Regions from separate parts of the Mus musculus genome. Here region 2 is linked to region 1. Evidence: chromatin contacts called from public promoter capture Hi-C data. All regions are on one chromosome and are shown on one strand. Each heading gives the region's core, a stretch centred on a gene start, on an enhancer-like site or on the middle of the called end of the contact. The rest is flanking DNA. Distances are from core to core; before and after follow the strand shown.

The links. Promoter capture Hi-C pulls out the DNA fragments that hold promoters and counts their contacts.
Region 2: a promoter capture Hi-C map of pre-B cells shows a contact between it and region 1, with 3 times the contacts expected there. The contact joins the enhancer-like site here to the promoter of Cartpt in region 1. A contact is called at or near these places in 1 of 39 promoter capture datasets (pre-B cells), 1 of 15 datasets of contacts at CTCF or cohesin (large pre-B cells), 1 of 484 Hi-C or Micro-C datasets (nephron progenitors), 1 of 115 datasets of contacts at active chromatin or transcription factors (neural tube) and 1 of 9 other capture datasets (pancreatic islet).

Annotation. Positions count from the first base shown.
Region 1 is chr13:99,896,811-99,904,414 of GRCm38.p6, reverse strand. Cartpt (CART prepropeptide) reads left to right here and starts at 3,732. Exons shown (of 3, transcript NM_001081493.2): 1 at 3,732-3,939; 2 at 4,375-4,458; 3 at 5,389-5,932. The coding sequence starts at 3,781. The coding sequence ends at 5,496.
Region 2 is chr13:99,936,526-99,944,129 of GRCm38.p6, reverse strand. No RefSeq gene overlaps it. Among named protein-coding and RNA genes, the nearest start is that of Gm41039, 5.8 kb to the right of the region's middle. Within about 2 kb of position 5,014, at least 110 of the 459 cell types and tissues checked have an H3K27ac peak or open chromatin away from gene starts, as enhancers often do. A contact at or near this core is called in pre-B cells, where this site is marked.

The DNA of each region.
Region 1 (7,604 bases), core at 2,483-4,982:
ATGCATACTATTGATCAGAAGGGAACCTACTTCTCGAATTTCACCCAAATACACATTTCAGTGGTGATTAAAAACTTGGTAACTGAAGAAAACAGATACATATTCTGTATTAACTATTTCAGTAATCCACATCACGTGTTAAATCAATAAGGTTGTAGAAGAAAAAAATTGAAGTATGCCTTAGACTGAGTAGCCGTGGAAATTTACAAATCGAGATTTATGTCACAAGAAGCAGTGAGAGACTTAAAGACATAGGAAGACATTTCCAGGCAAGGTAAATACAAAGGCCAAGCAGGGAGAGATTGACTCGTGAGAGGATCAAGAAGGCCAGCCAGAGCGCAGTGGCAGGGTCTGTGGCCAGGGCTGCGGTGCAGATGATGCAGAGTGGGGGATGCAGATTCCCCACTGAGCAGCCATTTTTAGGATACGGCTGGTGGTGGACTGTGGATTAGAGAAAGGTGAGGGAAAAGGGTGGGATGAAGAACCAGACAGTCAGCACACTGCGGCTGTTGGCCAGGATTCTGGTGTGATGATGGGACTGGGGCAGAAAGGGTGTGTTTCAGGATCTGTCGAGGGGAGGAGGGTGCGATGCAAGCAGTCAGGTCAACAAACAGATGGGATCTATTCTGGGTCCATGTTCCACATAGGGTGAGGCCCTTAACTTTACAAAGCCACTATTGTGTGTCTTCCTGAACCAGAAGACTTGGCTCACCTTGGCTTCTGATCTCTCGAGATCTTTCCAGAATCAGGGAGCTGCGTTTTTCACTCCTTTAATTTCTGGAATTCTTGGAGTACCAGAGAAAGTGGGAAGGATGAGTGCGGTGGGTGGTTCAATTTGCCCTGAGTTAAAGTTGAGACAGGGGACACACAGTCTTTGGACGACTTCACAGTTCTAGGGGAAGGGACCAGGAGGCTTAGTGTTTATTGTGGCGAGGGTAACTTAGTGTTTATTGTGGCGAGGGCAACTTAGTGTTTATTGTGGCGAGGGCAACTTAGTGTTTATTGTGGCGAGGGCAACTTAGTGTTTATTGTGGCGAGGGCAACTTAGTGTTTATTGTGGCGAGGGCAACTCAGTGTTTATTGTGGCGAGGGCAACTCAGTGTTGTTTATTGTGGCGAGGGCAACTCAGTGTTTATTGTGGCGAGGGCAACTCAGTGTTTATTGTGGCGAGGGCAACTCAGTGTTTATTGTGGCGAGGGCAACTCAGTGTTTATTGTGGCGAGGGCAACTCAGTGTTTATTGTGGCGAGGGCAACTCAGTGTTTATTGTGGCGAGGGCAACTCAGTGTTTATTGTGGCGAGGGCAACTCAGTGTTTATTGTGGCGAGGGCAACTCAGTGTTTATTGTGGCGAGGGCAACTCAGTGTTTATTGTGGCGAGGGCAACTCAGTGTTTATTGTGGCGAGGGCAACTCAGTGTTTATTGTGGCGAGGGTAACTCAGTGTTTATTGTGGCGAGGGCAACTCAGTGTTTATTGTGGCGAGGGTAACTCAGTGTTTATTGTGGCGAGGGTAACTCAGTGTTTATTGTGGCGAGGGTAACTCAGTGTTTATTGTGGCGAGGGTAACTCAGTGTTTATTGTGGCGAGGGTAACTCAGTGTTTATTGTGGCGAGGGTAACTCAGTGTTTATTGTGGCGAGGGTAACTCAGTGTTTATTGTGGCGAGGGTAACTCAGTGTTTATTGTGGCGAGGGTAACTCAGTGTTTATTGTGGCGAGGGTAACTCAGTGTTTATTGTGGCGAGGGTAACTCAGTGTTTATTGTGGCGAGGGTAACTCAGTGTTTATTGTGGCGAGGGTAACTCAGTGTTTATTGTGGCGAGGGTAACTCAGTGTTTATTGTGGCGAGGGTAACTCAGTGTTTATTGTGGCGAGGGTAACTCAGTGTTTATTGTGGCGAGGGTAACTCAGTGTTTATTGTGGCGAGGGTAACTCAGTGTTTATTGTGGCGAGGGTAACTCAGTGTTTATTGTGGCGAGGGTAACTCAGTGTTTATTGTGGCGAGGGTAACTCAGTGTTTATTGTGGCGAGGGTAACTCAGTGTTTATTGTGGCGAGGGTAACTCAGTGTTTATTGTGGCGAGGGTAACTCAGTGTTTATTGTGGCGAGGGTAACTCAGTGTTTATTGTGGCGAGGGTAACTCAGTGTTTATTGTGGCGAGGGTAACTCAGTGTTTATTGTGGCGAGGGTAACTCAGTGTTTATTGTGGCGAGGGTAACTCAGTGTTTATTGTGGCGAGGGTAACTCAGTGTTTATTGTGGCGAGGGTAACTCAGTGTTTATTGTGGCGAGGGTAACTCAGTGTTTATTGTGGCGAGGGTAACTCAGTGTTTATTGTGGCGAGGGTAACTCAGTGTTTATTGTGGCGAGGGTAACTCAGTGTTTATTGTGGCGAGGGTAACTCAGTGTTTATTGTGGCGAGGGTAACTCAGTGTTTATTGTGGCGAGGGTAACTCAGTGTTTATTGTGGCGAGGGTAACTCAGTGTTTATTGTGGCGAGGGTAACTCAGTGTTTATTGTGGCGAGGGTAACTCAGTGTTTATTGTGGCGAGGGTAACTCAGTGTTTATTGTGGCGAGGGTAACTCAGTGTTTATTGTGGCGAGGGTAACTCAGTGTTTATTGTGGCGAGGGTAACTCAGTGTTTATTGTGGCGAGGGTAACTCAGTGTTTATTGTGGCGAGGGTAACTCAGTGTTTATTGTGGCGAGGGTAACTCAGTGTTTATTGTGGCGAGGGTAACTCAGTGTTTATTGTGGCGAGGGTAACTTAGTGTTTATTGTGGCGAGGGTAACTTAGTGTTTATTGTGGCGAGGGTAACTAAGGAACGTTGTACACAAGAGCCGTCAATTCCATCCTTCCAGTGTTACATTCTTCCAACTTCGGTTTTATAAGACAAAGATAGATGTTCGGAGAGGTTCTTTAAAAATGTGCTATTACTTTAGTTTTAATTATCCATATATGTGTAAGTATGTGTACACGAGTGCAGGTGCCTGCGGTGTTGGGAACTCGAGCTCAGACCTTGTAAAAACAGCACGTGCTCTTAATCATTGAGCCATCTGTCAGCCCATCAGAAAGGTTAACTTTGTGCTAAGGTACAGACTCTGGAAGTGATTGGCCCAGGACTGGTACCACGTCCGGTTCTCTCGCTCCCGTTCAGTTGAGTTACTCTACTTTCCTCTTCGGGTTATTAGTATCACACAGCCTCTACAGAGCCCTTGGTGCAGAGGACATAATTTCCCTTCGTCTAGTATGCTGATCATCTCCCTCACTCCCTAGCTTTCCTAGAATTGTGCTCAGCAAGTGAGCCTGCTGGAGTCCACATATCCTTCTTGCTGCTACACCCGGGGCTTGGGGATTAGGGAGGCAAAGCAGAGCCTATGAGCAGAACTCTGGTGCATCTACCACGGCTAAGATAGGGAAAACAACTCTTCTGCTTGTTCATTGCCCCGAAGGCATTTTCCATTTCCCTCACCTTTTGCCCCTCAGTTTCAGCTCTGGCCCCTAGGGAAGCTTCCCTGGCTGCGGGGCGGACAGCGTTTCGGGGCACGGGGTCTTGTTTTCTGCGCTCTAGCCCATCTGTGCGCAGAGCCTCGTTCCCGGGCTCCCGGAGCCCGGCGGGCATTGACGTCAAACGGCAGCGGAGCGCTGCCTACAGACGGCTGACCCGGGCTCTCCTCCACACCCCCGTCCTTCTTCTCCCCCTCCCTCTTCCCGGCACCCGATTTCAACCGGCTATAAGAAGCCGGAGAGCGCAGTGCCCGAGCAGCGAGGAGGTCCAGAACCATGGAGAGCTCCCGCCTGCGGCTGCTACCCCTCCTGGGCGCCGCCCTGCTGCTACTGCTACCTTTGCTGGGTGCCCGTGCCCAGGAGGACGCCGAGCTGCAGCCCCGAGCCCTGGACATCTACTCTGCCGTGGATGATGCGTCCCACGAGAAGGAGCTGGTCAGTATTTCCCTCGCCTCGGGTTCCCCCACTGGACTACCACAGGGTCCTTGCTTTGCGTGCGTCCCCCTCTATCCCAGTCCCATCCCAGAAGGCAGAGCCCCTGACGCTGGATTAAAAAAAAAAAAGTACCCTGGGTACCCTCTACCAGACAAAGATATTTGAGTTCACGGGCTGCGGGCTGTCTGTCGAGCGAATCCCTAGTTGTGGCCGGTCTGGGCAGTGTGCTCCTTGGAGGCTCTGGAAGGTGAGGTCAGGTCTAGGGACTTTGCCCGCCTGGCTTCCTTTCCACCAGTATCTACTCCCCTTTGTCCCCCGAGTCCTGCTGCCCCGCGGTTGTGTGTCCCGGGCTCCTTATAACTGGGCTGAAAGTGAGCACCTGCGCTGGGCTCGCAGCCAAGGCGGCAACTTCGGGCTCCCGGCGCTATGTTGCAGATCGAAGCGTTGCAAGAAGTCCTGAAGAAGCTCAAGAGTAAACGCATTCCGATCTACGAGAAGAAGTACGGCCAAGTCCCCATGGTAAGGCTCCGGGTTCCCTTTTCCCTACTTTTCCACGAGAAAAGATTGCCTAGAATCTTACACACGGTCTTTACTCTAGCAGGTGGCTGAGCAGCTAGGTGAAGAATTTATCTGGAACGTCCTCTTTGCTTCTGCCCTCGCCCCTTTGCTCCTTGGTCTCTAAGAACAAGAGGGAACAGGCTACTTAGGGCCAGAAAACAGTCTCATGATCTGAGTGGGAGTACTTTCTGAAACATCTCAAATGGGAGAGCCCTTGAATCTATTCAGTTCTCTCTAATTCCTTCTAGAGCACCACCATTTTTTTTCTTTTTCTTTATTTGTATCATTTCGTTGTTGTTTTCTTTCTTAAATTCTGTGATAAAAAGTTTTCAGGACTGGTCACCTTCGTTGTACAGCTCTAGGTAAAAATCACACGCGCGCGCGCACACACACACACACACACACACACACACACACACTTTTTCCTTCTTTGAGCAAGGAAGTGGGAAAGCAGAAAACAAAGGTTATGAGAAAAAAATATATATGTTGGTTTTTCGAGACAGGGTTTCTCTGTGTAGCCCTGGCTGTCCTGGAACTCACTTTGTAGACCAGGCTGGCCTCGAACTCAGAAATCCGCCTGCCTCTGCCTCCCGAGTGCTGGGATTAAAGGCGTGTATATTTCTTAGATGCAAGAATCTGGGTGATTTCCCCCCCCCCCCGCCCCTTTCAGATAAAGAGAAAAGGAAGCTGAAATTGTGGTCCCTCCCCAAAGGCAGAAGAACGTAGGAGGAGGGGATCAGTCATTTAAATTTCTTCCTTTAAATATCCTCTTTCTGAAATTATAAGCCCGAGGCCCCCTGGGCTTCGGATCTGACTGCTTCGACCTGAGCTGATGGTACCATGAGGAAGCTCCCTTGGGACCCCAGTAACCATCGGTTGTGTTGTTGACAGTGTGACGCTGGAGAGCAGTGCGCAGTGAGGAAAGGGGCCAGGATCGGGAAGCTGTGTGACTGTCCCCGAGGAACTTCCTGCAATTCTTTCCTCTTGAAGTGCTTGTGAAGGGACGACAGCCGCCACCTTCGGTTCCCATATTCCCTCTTTCCCCCAAAGGAGCGCTCCATTATCCCTGGAGCCTGGCTTTAGCAACAATAAAGTTTGCGTTCCCCTCAGAGAGCGGATGGGCTCTTTCCCTGTTGCTTCAAAATAAAAGATTTGACATCATTGTGTGAAGGAGAATGCCTCGAATGGTGTTGGTGTGTGTGCAAAGATTTCTTTTCTTGTTTTATCCATCTGACACATTCTTGTGAATCTTTCTGGGAAGAAGAGGAACTTCGTTTTAAAACTGTATTTTTGTATGTGGTGTGTCACAATGAGAATTAGATCTAGTTAATTTGGGTAGATGACATCACAACCCGGAAAATAAATTGCCCTAAAGCCACACAAATTGAAGCATGTACAAATTACACATAATAAAGCATTTTTAACAATTGCTCACAGTGCATGGCTCTTTCTACATAAGTAATTTAAATAGGAATAATAGGATTAATCATGCTGTTGTTTTGAAAGAGAAATATTTTAAAAATAGCTGTCTATTGGGAGAGCAGCACCTCAGCTCCAAGGAGTTTTGATCATTAATTAGGAGTGTGTTACACCAGCTTCAGTATACATACTGTGTGCTAACTACAGAGGTGTGGTGGTAGTCTCTCTCTCTCTCCTCTCTCTCTCTCTCTCTCTCTCTCTCTCTCTCTCTCTCTCTTCCCAGTGTGTGTGAGAGAGAGAGAGACAGAGACAGAGACAGAGAGAGAGAGAGAGAGAGGAGGGGTAGAGATGGTTGGGTTTGAGATAACAAGCACACTGTTACTTATTCAGACCTTGGTTTTCAGCAGTGAGCCTTGTTCAGGGACACTTGCACATATGTGTTCATTACTGCACTATTCACAAAAGCCAGGGAATGGAATCACCGTAGAGGTGCAGCAACAAAAGAATGAATGAAGAATTTGTGCAACAGACACTCAATTGGATTGTGTGCAGCCATAAAGATAAGTGAAGTGATATCTTCAGAAAAGTGGATGGAACTGGAAATCATTATGTTAAGTGAAATAAGTCAGACTCAGCAAACAAATGTATAGGGAACCTATGTTTGAATGTGTGTGTGTGTGTGTGTGTGTGTGTGTGTAAACCAATAAGTCCTATCTTTATACAAGAACCCTGCTTTAAAGCCAACAAATGGTTTATTCTGAGCCAAATCTACGTGGTTAACTTCTGGGTGCATGTATTCAAGTTACCTTCAGTGACATTCTCTGGAAGGAAAGAAGTTATATAAACTCTTCCATCCACAGAACAAAGAAAATCATAAATCAATAGATCCAGCAAGTACATTGGTAGGAGCTTTAGGCAGGCAGGCAACAGCAAGAGGAGGAAGTCTGTTGTATATTTTAGCTGCTATCCAACAGCCTTAGCTTTAGGGTTGATCAAAGCTGGAGGCCTACCAAGGACTCCACACTGACTTGTAGCTTCTGCATAGAGCGGAAGGCAATTAGTGATGAGTATTCAATCAGGAAAACAAGAGGCTACTTTTCTTAAAGATAGCCCCAGACAATTTTGACTGTGTGTGTAGTATTTAGTCTTTCACAATCATGAGGCTACTCGGCAATGGCCTGACAGCTTGAGTGTCTTTATGGGTGTGGCTTCTGAAGAGAAATTCAGCACCACGGGCCAATAAACATATTCTTTCCAACCGTGGGCACACTTAAAACAAGATGGAAAACCTGAACTTTTGTTTTGTTCTTTTTGAGACAGGGTGTCCTGCGACTCAGTTTTGTCTCAAGCCGGTTCTGTAGCTAAGGATTACCTTCATCTTCTGAATTGCCCATCTCTGTCTGTCCTAGGGTTACAGCCACGTGCCAACAGAGTCAGCCTACATGGATGGGTCTGGGGCTCAAACTCAGGGCTCTGTGTGTGCTAGGCAAGTACAAACTCTCTACCAAAAGACCGCCTACATCCCAGTTCTGGGAAGCCCCTAAAGACCTACATCCCAGTTCTGGGCAGCCCCTTGATTGGAAAATATGTTCTTTTTGGAGGTTGTTCATTCTAAGAAAGGGAGTTACTGCATCACATGCTTGAAGAGTACGAGACTAATTCACTTTCACAGCCAATATACCTGAGAA
Region 2 (7,604 bases), core at 3,765-6,264, 38 kb before region 1:
AGAGATATCTCTGAGGGAGAAGAGGAGCTTGGGGTAGCGTGGTCTCAGAGTGAGGTTGCCTGAGAGAAAGTAATGCCCCATCAACCTGTTAGAAGTCAGCTGGGGAAGAGCACAGAGCACAGTTCAGATGGGTATTTGGTGAGGAGGAAGCTCAGAAGAAAGGGTGGTAGCACTTGGGAGTGCTGAGACCTCAATAGTAAGAGGGGTCTTTGGGAAAGTATTCAACACTTTAAAAACACAGCTCTGCCAACTACATTTCCCTATCTATAGGATAATTGGAAATCACCAACTCTAGGGGCTAGAGAGATGGTTAGTGGTTAAGAACACTGGCTGCTCTTCCAGAGGACCCAGATTGATCAGCTGGCAACCATGCGTGTGTCTAGCCTCCAAGGCATCTGATGCCCTCTTGTGGCCTCTGAGGGTACCTGCACACATGTGGCATATAGTCAGACATACACAAAACCAAAATGAATAAATGAAGTGACTTTTTTCTGAGGTTGCTGGTAACATTTGAAATCTACCAATGTCAAAAGCCTAGGAAGACAGAAATGAACAAAGTGAAAGAAAAAAAGCCTCCTAACCCAACTTCCCAGAAACAATCGCTGCTGTTAATGGTTTCCTGTAGTCAGTTTTATTCTACCTGTAAGGTTTGTTTTTGGTTTTTTGTATTTATGCAAAAATGATGCATTTCATCTTCTGTTATCTATGCGTTCCATTGATGTATTGTGACTATATTACTATATATTCACAAGTAATTGATTTCTTCTGGTACAATGCCAACAGAACATCACATTGTATGGATGCCTATGGGTGTACTTTCTTCCCCACTGTTGGGCATGGGGTATTTCTGATTTCCCACTACTGTGATATCTCAATGAAGCAGCTTTGCAGTCTCTTCACACACATTTGCTGGTTTAATATAATAAATCTCTAGAAGTGGGGAGCTGGGTTGAGGTTCTCAGATTTACAGGGCACATCGCTCAATTTTGCTCTGTACATTTTTAATGTACAGTGTGATGACAACCAGATGCTTGCTCCCAGTAATATTAAACTGTTTGGTGTGAGACCCTGTCTGCTTTCATTGCTTAACAGTTGAGTCTGAATGACCATGTTATACCTGCAAGTTAAGAAGACTCAGCATGGTCCAGAGCAGTTGCGGTCAGGGAAAGAACACAGCTGACAAACCCGCTCTGGTGCTACTACTGGTAAGTCATGGACAGCAGAAGAAGGTGAGGGAGGACCAGAAGGAGCTAGCCAAGAAGCTGTTTCCCTTCCTCCTTTTTAGGTGCACAGGTCTCTACTCCTTTCTCCCCTAGTCTGTGGTACTGGGCTGAGCGGGCTGAGTTGGGAGGTCAAATTGTGTGTGCAAAGAACATTGAAGATTCCTACACACATTTTGGTAGGAAACACTTGAGTTTATTTTGTTCTGATGAGCAAACTTTTACCCAAAGCAGATCATGTGCCAGACTTTGGAGTTAAACACAAGTATGGAATGGCTCCTGCACTTTTGCAGCACATAGCTAGTAACTCCTAAAGGTTGCTCAGTAGCCCTTACCTTTTGGCGAGTGAGCCTCATTCGATTGATAGCACCTCTCTCTTGCTCTGTGCAGCTTTGGTGGATGTTCTGAGCCCCTGCTCTCACATGTTGAGTCTTCGTCAGGTGAATTCGCTCCAAAAGCTTGATTCGCACTAAAGACAAAGATGGAAGACTGGTCTAGGGTGCTTCCAGTGGTCCCAAAGTTTGCTCCATGCTCCCAAGCACAGCCCTGGCTACTAGGCCAATGGCACCTTCTGTGTTTGCAATGCTACTCGTGTAATTCACCCACATCAAGCTTCAATTCTTGCAGCAACAAACCCTAAACAGTAGGATGTCCTGCAAGTCAATCTGTTTTGAAATTTGGTGAAAAAAAAATTTGTCTTCCTAACTACCCCACCCCACGCCTGGTCTCACACTCTTGGTTGACCTACGTTGATTTACCTTCCATTCCTAAGGTGGGTGGGCTGGAGACACATACCACCATGCCCAGCTCTCTGACGTCTACATTTAAAAAGATTTTTCAGAAAGAAACCACTGGAACTAAGTTTAAAAAGGAAAAATGATGCAGACAACAGAGCAGACTGTGGGCGTCGGTCCTCACCACATGAAGCATTCAAAAGAGCGTTCAAGCATCACTAGGGAGGGCAGATAGAGGGTTCAGAGTGTCCCCAGGGAAACTCAATTTGTTGTAATATTTCTCACTGTAGTGCATCACTGGGCAAGGATTTAGTTATGTTTAATTGGAAATGAGACTTTAAAAATTTTGACTGTCTTCCATTGGGGATAATTTAAAGACTGCAAAGAAGCAGAGTAGAATCAAATGAATTGTTAGGTAGCCTTTAGTGATCTCTGAAGAGCTCTAAGGCCACAGTGAAGGTCTAATAGGTAACCTTCTTACCCACAACTCCTTTGGAAATCATGGCGTTGCTTTCATTGTGTAGCTAATGGAAGTATTTTGGAGACCTCGGCTTTTATTTTGGAGCTACTGATATTTTAACTTTAATTTTTTTTTTCTGTCTTGGTTTTAAAGCTGCCTGTTTCCACCATAAACAATCTGTAGAAAAAGTAACCACAAAACTGGATTCCTGGAACCAGGCTCTGAAAATAAAGACACAATGAAGTCTTCAACAAGAATTAGATTAAATCTGAGCTAGAACAGATTTAGTATCTCTGAGTAGACAATTGTAAGAGCTTGCTAGAGAGAAGATTCAGTGTGAAGGTAACAGATCTGGGTCCTTTGTAGGGAAGGGTCTCTAATTGTGGGAGGTCCACCCCTTCTCTTTAAAATGTTATGATGATGATGATGATGGTGATGGTGATGAGAGTTACGGGGAGGGGGAGCATGCCTGCATGCCACAGTTGTGGATGTGTGGCTGTCTCTCATCTTGGGGAGATAGAACACTTAGATGATCAGGCTGCCCCACTGGGTGAGCTCACTGCTCTCCTTATCTGTTAATGCAAAGGTGACACTTGGTTTTTAGAGGTCACCCATCTTGTTGTCTCATTAAAATTAGCCATGGAGGTTTAAAACTATGCTGTGGTGTGATGGGATATTTTTTAACACCTAAATGCTCTAGAATAATGAATCTCAAACTTCAGTTTACATCAGAATCACCTTGCATTTGTTTAACTTTGTTTCTGTTTCTTTTTCTGTCATTGTTATCTATGTATCTATTTATTTAGACTGCGGCTCACTAGGTAGCCTACACTGGCTCAGACCGGTGCTGCTCTGGACCCTACCTCAGCTTCCTGTGAACTGGGATAGCAGGCCTGTGTGGCTGAGCCCAGTGGGAAGGCTTCTTAACATGCAGGTTGCTAGGCAACAGGCCAAGGTTTCTGCATCCTAGGTCTGCAGAGAGCTCCAGGGTTCCTTCCTAACAGACTGTGGCAGCTGGGCACCTGCATCTGCAGATGACTTTAATCTCTTGTGTAGTACTTAATTTTAGGACTCCATGATGGTTTTTGCTTTGGTAATATCACTTATTTATACTTCCTGTTACATAATTGTACATTTCTCTCCTCAAGTTTTGGGGCAGGGTAAATTTGTCTTAACATCTCACCAAATGTTAATTAAGAGCAGACATTTGTGGCAGTGACATGGCTCAGCAAGTGAAGGTGTCTGCTGCACAAACCTAACACACTCAAGTTGGATTCCTGGAACAAAGTTGTCCTCTAACCTTAGCATGGGCTTGATGACAACCCCACCCCAGCCCTGCAGCACCCCATACCACTAAATATACACACAAAAGAAGGAAAGGAAAGGAAAGGAAAGGAAAGGAAAGGAAAGGAAAGGAAAGGAAAGGAAAGGAAAGGAAAGGAAAGGAAAGGAAAGGGAGAGAGAGAGAGAGAGAGAGAGAGAGAGAGAGAGAGAGAGAGAGAGAGAGAATAAACATATCCTGAGCTGTATGAGAGAATAACTGAGGAATTTTTATTAAAAAACAAAAACCCTACAGAGCTAGAGAGATGCCTCAGAAGCTGAGAGCACTTGTTTTTTCCAGAGGTCCTGAGTTCACTTCCCATGATGGCTGGAAATTGCTACAACTCCAACTCCAGGAGAGCCCATGCCTCTGGCCTCAAGTCACACACACACACACACACACACACACACACACACACACACACACACATGTCACATGCATACACAAAAGGGGGGGGGAATCTTTTAAAAACAAAGAAGAGAAAAGAAAAGAATCCTGGAGTCTTCTTGGAATAATTGGACATTTTCTCATGTTGGGACCCATATGCAGTCAACACCAACACTGCGAGACCTTACCCAGTACAGCCACATCAGATTTCAAGCTGTGGCAGATATTGAAGACTCCTCCATGAATTTAAAATTGTTAATTTCAGATCATGCACAAATTTGGTGCTGCTCACAGCCCCACTAAAGCCTGCCTTATTTTGACTCTCTTCCCCACGTCTGGCTCTCTGTTAGGAGTACCAAGGGCTAGGAAGAGTCTTATGAGCTTTCTCCACAAGTGATGGGCAGAACCAAGACAGAGCAAAAGCAAGCTAAAACAAAAGTTTTATGTAATGGGCCCTAACAGCAGCAGAAACGTCACTTCCCCGGGATTGTTCTGAGTCATCTTTCTGCACCGGTGCCCGTGTTGCAGCTTGTCCGTGAGTTAAACGGGTTTAGGTCTCTACGGATTCCTGCCAGTTCCTCATTTCTAGATGACTGAGTAGACTTTAAAAAGGGAAGATTCATTATCCAGATGGTTGGTAATTTGAGATTATTGTTTATTCTGGAGAAACGTATATAACATAATCTTCACCATTGTAATAATCTTCAGTTCCTTGGCTTGCAACGCCCCATGATGTGTGGCCATCTCAGCCGTCCATCTCTAGGCAGCCCCCCGGAAACTGAGTAAAAGGGTATCTCTAAGCAGCAGTTCCTTCAGCCGGCGGAAACCACTACTTTACTTTGTGGGTGCCTATTCCAGGCGCCACAGGAAGTGGGATCATCCATCTTTCCGTGCCATGCTCATTTTGTTTAGCTGTCAGTCATCCAGGGATGATCTGTGCTAGACGTGTCTATGGTGATATAAACTCCTGTTTTTAGCTGTCGCTTTCTCCTAGGTGCTCAGCCCAGAAATGTGGGTATCTTTGTGATCCTTTCTCATCTCACTCTGATGTTCAATCGACCTGTAAATCTTACTGATCCTGCCTTTCTACAAGCTCCCCAAATCCCCATCCTTATCACTGAGCCCACCACAACCTGCCCTCTGTGATAATTCAGCATCCAAGCTCCTAGCCAGTCTCTTTGATTATCTGCCACCACTCATTAATTCAGTAATTCATTCAGCAAATACTTCAGGCAGTGAGCCAGGTTCTTGGATGACAAAATCATCCATGTAGCCCTTTGAGCCATTTATCTTAAAAAGAAGAAGAAAGGAAGAAAGAAGGAAGGAAAGGAAAGGAAAGGAAAGGAAAGGAAAGGAAAGGAAAGGAAAGGAAAGGAAAGGAAAGGAAAGGAAAAAGAAAGGAAGCATGAAGGAAGGAAGGAAGAAACAAAAGAAGAAAGGAAGAAGAAAACCTGATTTTATCCAAGTGTGTCTAACTCAGAGCCTTGCTTTTCCTGACCCACTCATTGCCCCTCAATACAGGGCTGGAAAGAAGTTCAAAATTCTGGATAAGATAAATGAAGGTTCAGCCGGGCGTGGTAGCGCATGCCTTTAATCCTAGCACTTGGGAGGCAGAGGCAGGCAGATTTCTGAGTTCGAGGCCAGCCTGGTCTACAGAGTGAGTTCCAGGCCAGCCAGGGCTACACAGAGAAACCCTGTCTCAAAAAACAAAAAAACAAAAAACAAAACAAAACAAAACAAAACAAAACAAAAAGATAAATGAAGGTTCAAAGCATCATGGAAACCAAGAGTAGTGGATACAGGAAGATAAAGAGCTGATGTGTAGTATTGTGGAAGTCTGATTTTGCAGTCATAGTTAATATAGAAAAACACAAAGCTCCAGGAATTTTAGTTATCACTATGCTTTAAGAGCAATCTGCATTAGACTGATTTTAAAAGCCTGACCATGAGTCATAATACTCCCTGCTGTTATGGCTGACCACAGTCTTCCATCTCCACACTGGATTCTATAAAGGATATTAACTAGAGGGGCATGCATCCACGGCAGCAATTCAGAGGCATGGTGATTGGAACAAGGCAGCAATTCAGAGGCAGGATAATTGGACCCTGGCTGTACTTGGGAACATGCCAAGAGCACAAATTTCAAATGCAGCTACATGACGACTTTGTCATCCAAGAGGACAGCTCAATGCCCGACAAGAAATGCTCATGCTGTGTATTTGGTGAGGAAATTGGTGAAATAATGAGTTTCCAGGTGATTTTAATGCCTGTCTGCACATATTTGTTTCCGTACCACTGATCTGCAAAAGAAAAGACGTCTTAAAGCAGTGGTTCTCAACCTTCCTAACACTGCAGCCCTTTAATGCAGTTCCTCATGTTGTGATGACTCCAACCATAAAATTATTTTTGTTGCTACTTCGTAACTGTCATTCTGCTGCCATTATGAATCATAATGTAAATATCTGTGTTTTCCAATGGTCTCAGGAGAATCCTGTGAAAGGTTGAGGACCATTGTCTTAGAAGATGTCGGAGAAGTCGTTTTGGGGAGGGAAAGATGGCTCAGCCTTTAGAGCATTTGTTGCCCTTTCAGAAGACTCCATTTTGGTTCCCAGCACCCACATGGTAGTTCATAACCATCCTTTAATTTAGTTCCAGGGGATCTGACAATCTCTTCTGACGTCCATGGGCACTGTGCATGTGGTACAGATCCAAACAAGCAAACTAAAGACGTATACACATACAATAAAATAAATCTAAAGAAAGAGAAATGGTTCTTTAGTTCAGAAAAAGAGGGCTAGGACCCCAAGACCTGAAAGGCTGCTGCCATGTGCACTTGGAGATGCCAGAAGGAGGGGAGTAATAAGAAAATAAAGAGGGTCATGAGCATCTCCCGACCCACCCATCCCACAAGTCCCATATAAAGAGAGGCAGTCATGGTCAACCATTTTATTCTTCAATAATTTCCGTGCCCATATATAAATGCTTATGTTACTATTCCTTTGCTCTTCAACTTTAGAAATTATCCATTTAATTATTATTTTTATATGTCAAATAGAATGTAGCTGTTAGTGTGTGGACTTAACACTATCTCCTCCCCTCTCTTCCCTCAATACAGTTATGTAGTGGTGATTGTTTTTGCTACACCACTTTGGCTCCTGCTGGGTCACATGTGTGCACCTACCCAGGAGCTATCTTTCCATCTGTGAATTGAAGACACACACACACACACACACACACACTAGATTATTTTAAAAGTTCCTTGGCTACCTCAAAAGATGGACACTCCTAAACCTTTCCCTGCTACCCCAGGCCCAATCAGGGAAGTGGCCAGTAGCCATTTACCCAGGGTCTCACATGGCTGGTTGCCTTTATATCCTGCTGTTCCTGTGTCTCATCCTTCTACCCCGAGTTATGGCAGTTCACTCCTGTTCCTCTCTATGTCCTAGCCTGTGCAACTCAAAGGGTCCCGTCCGTGCCCAGTC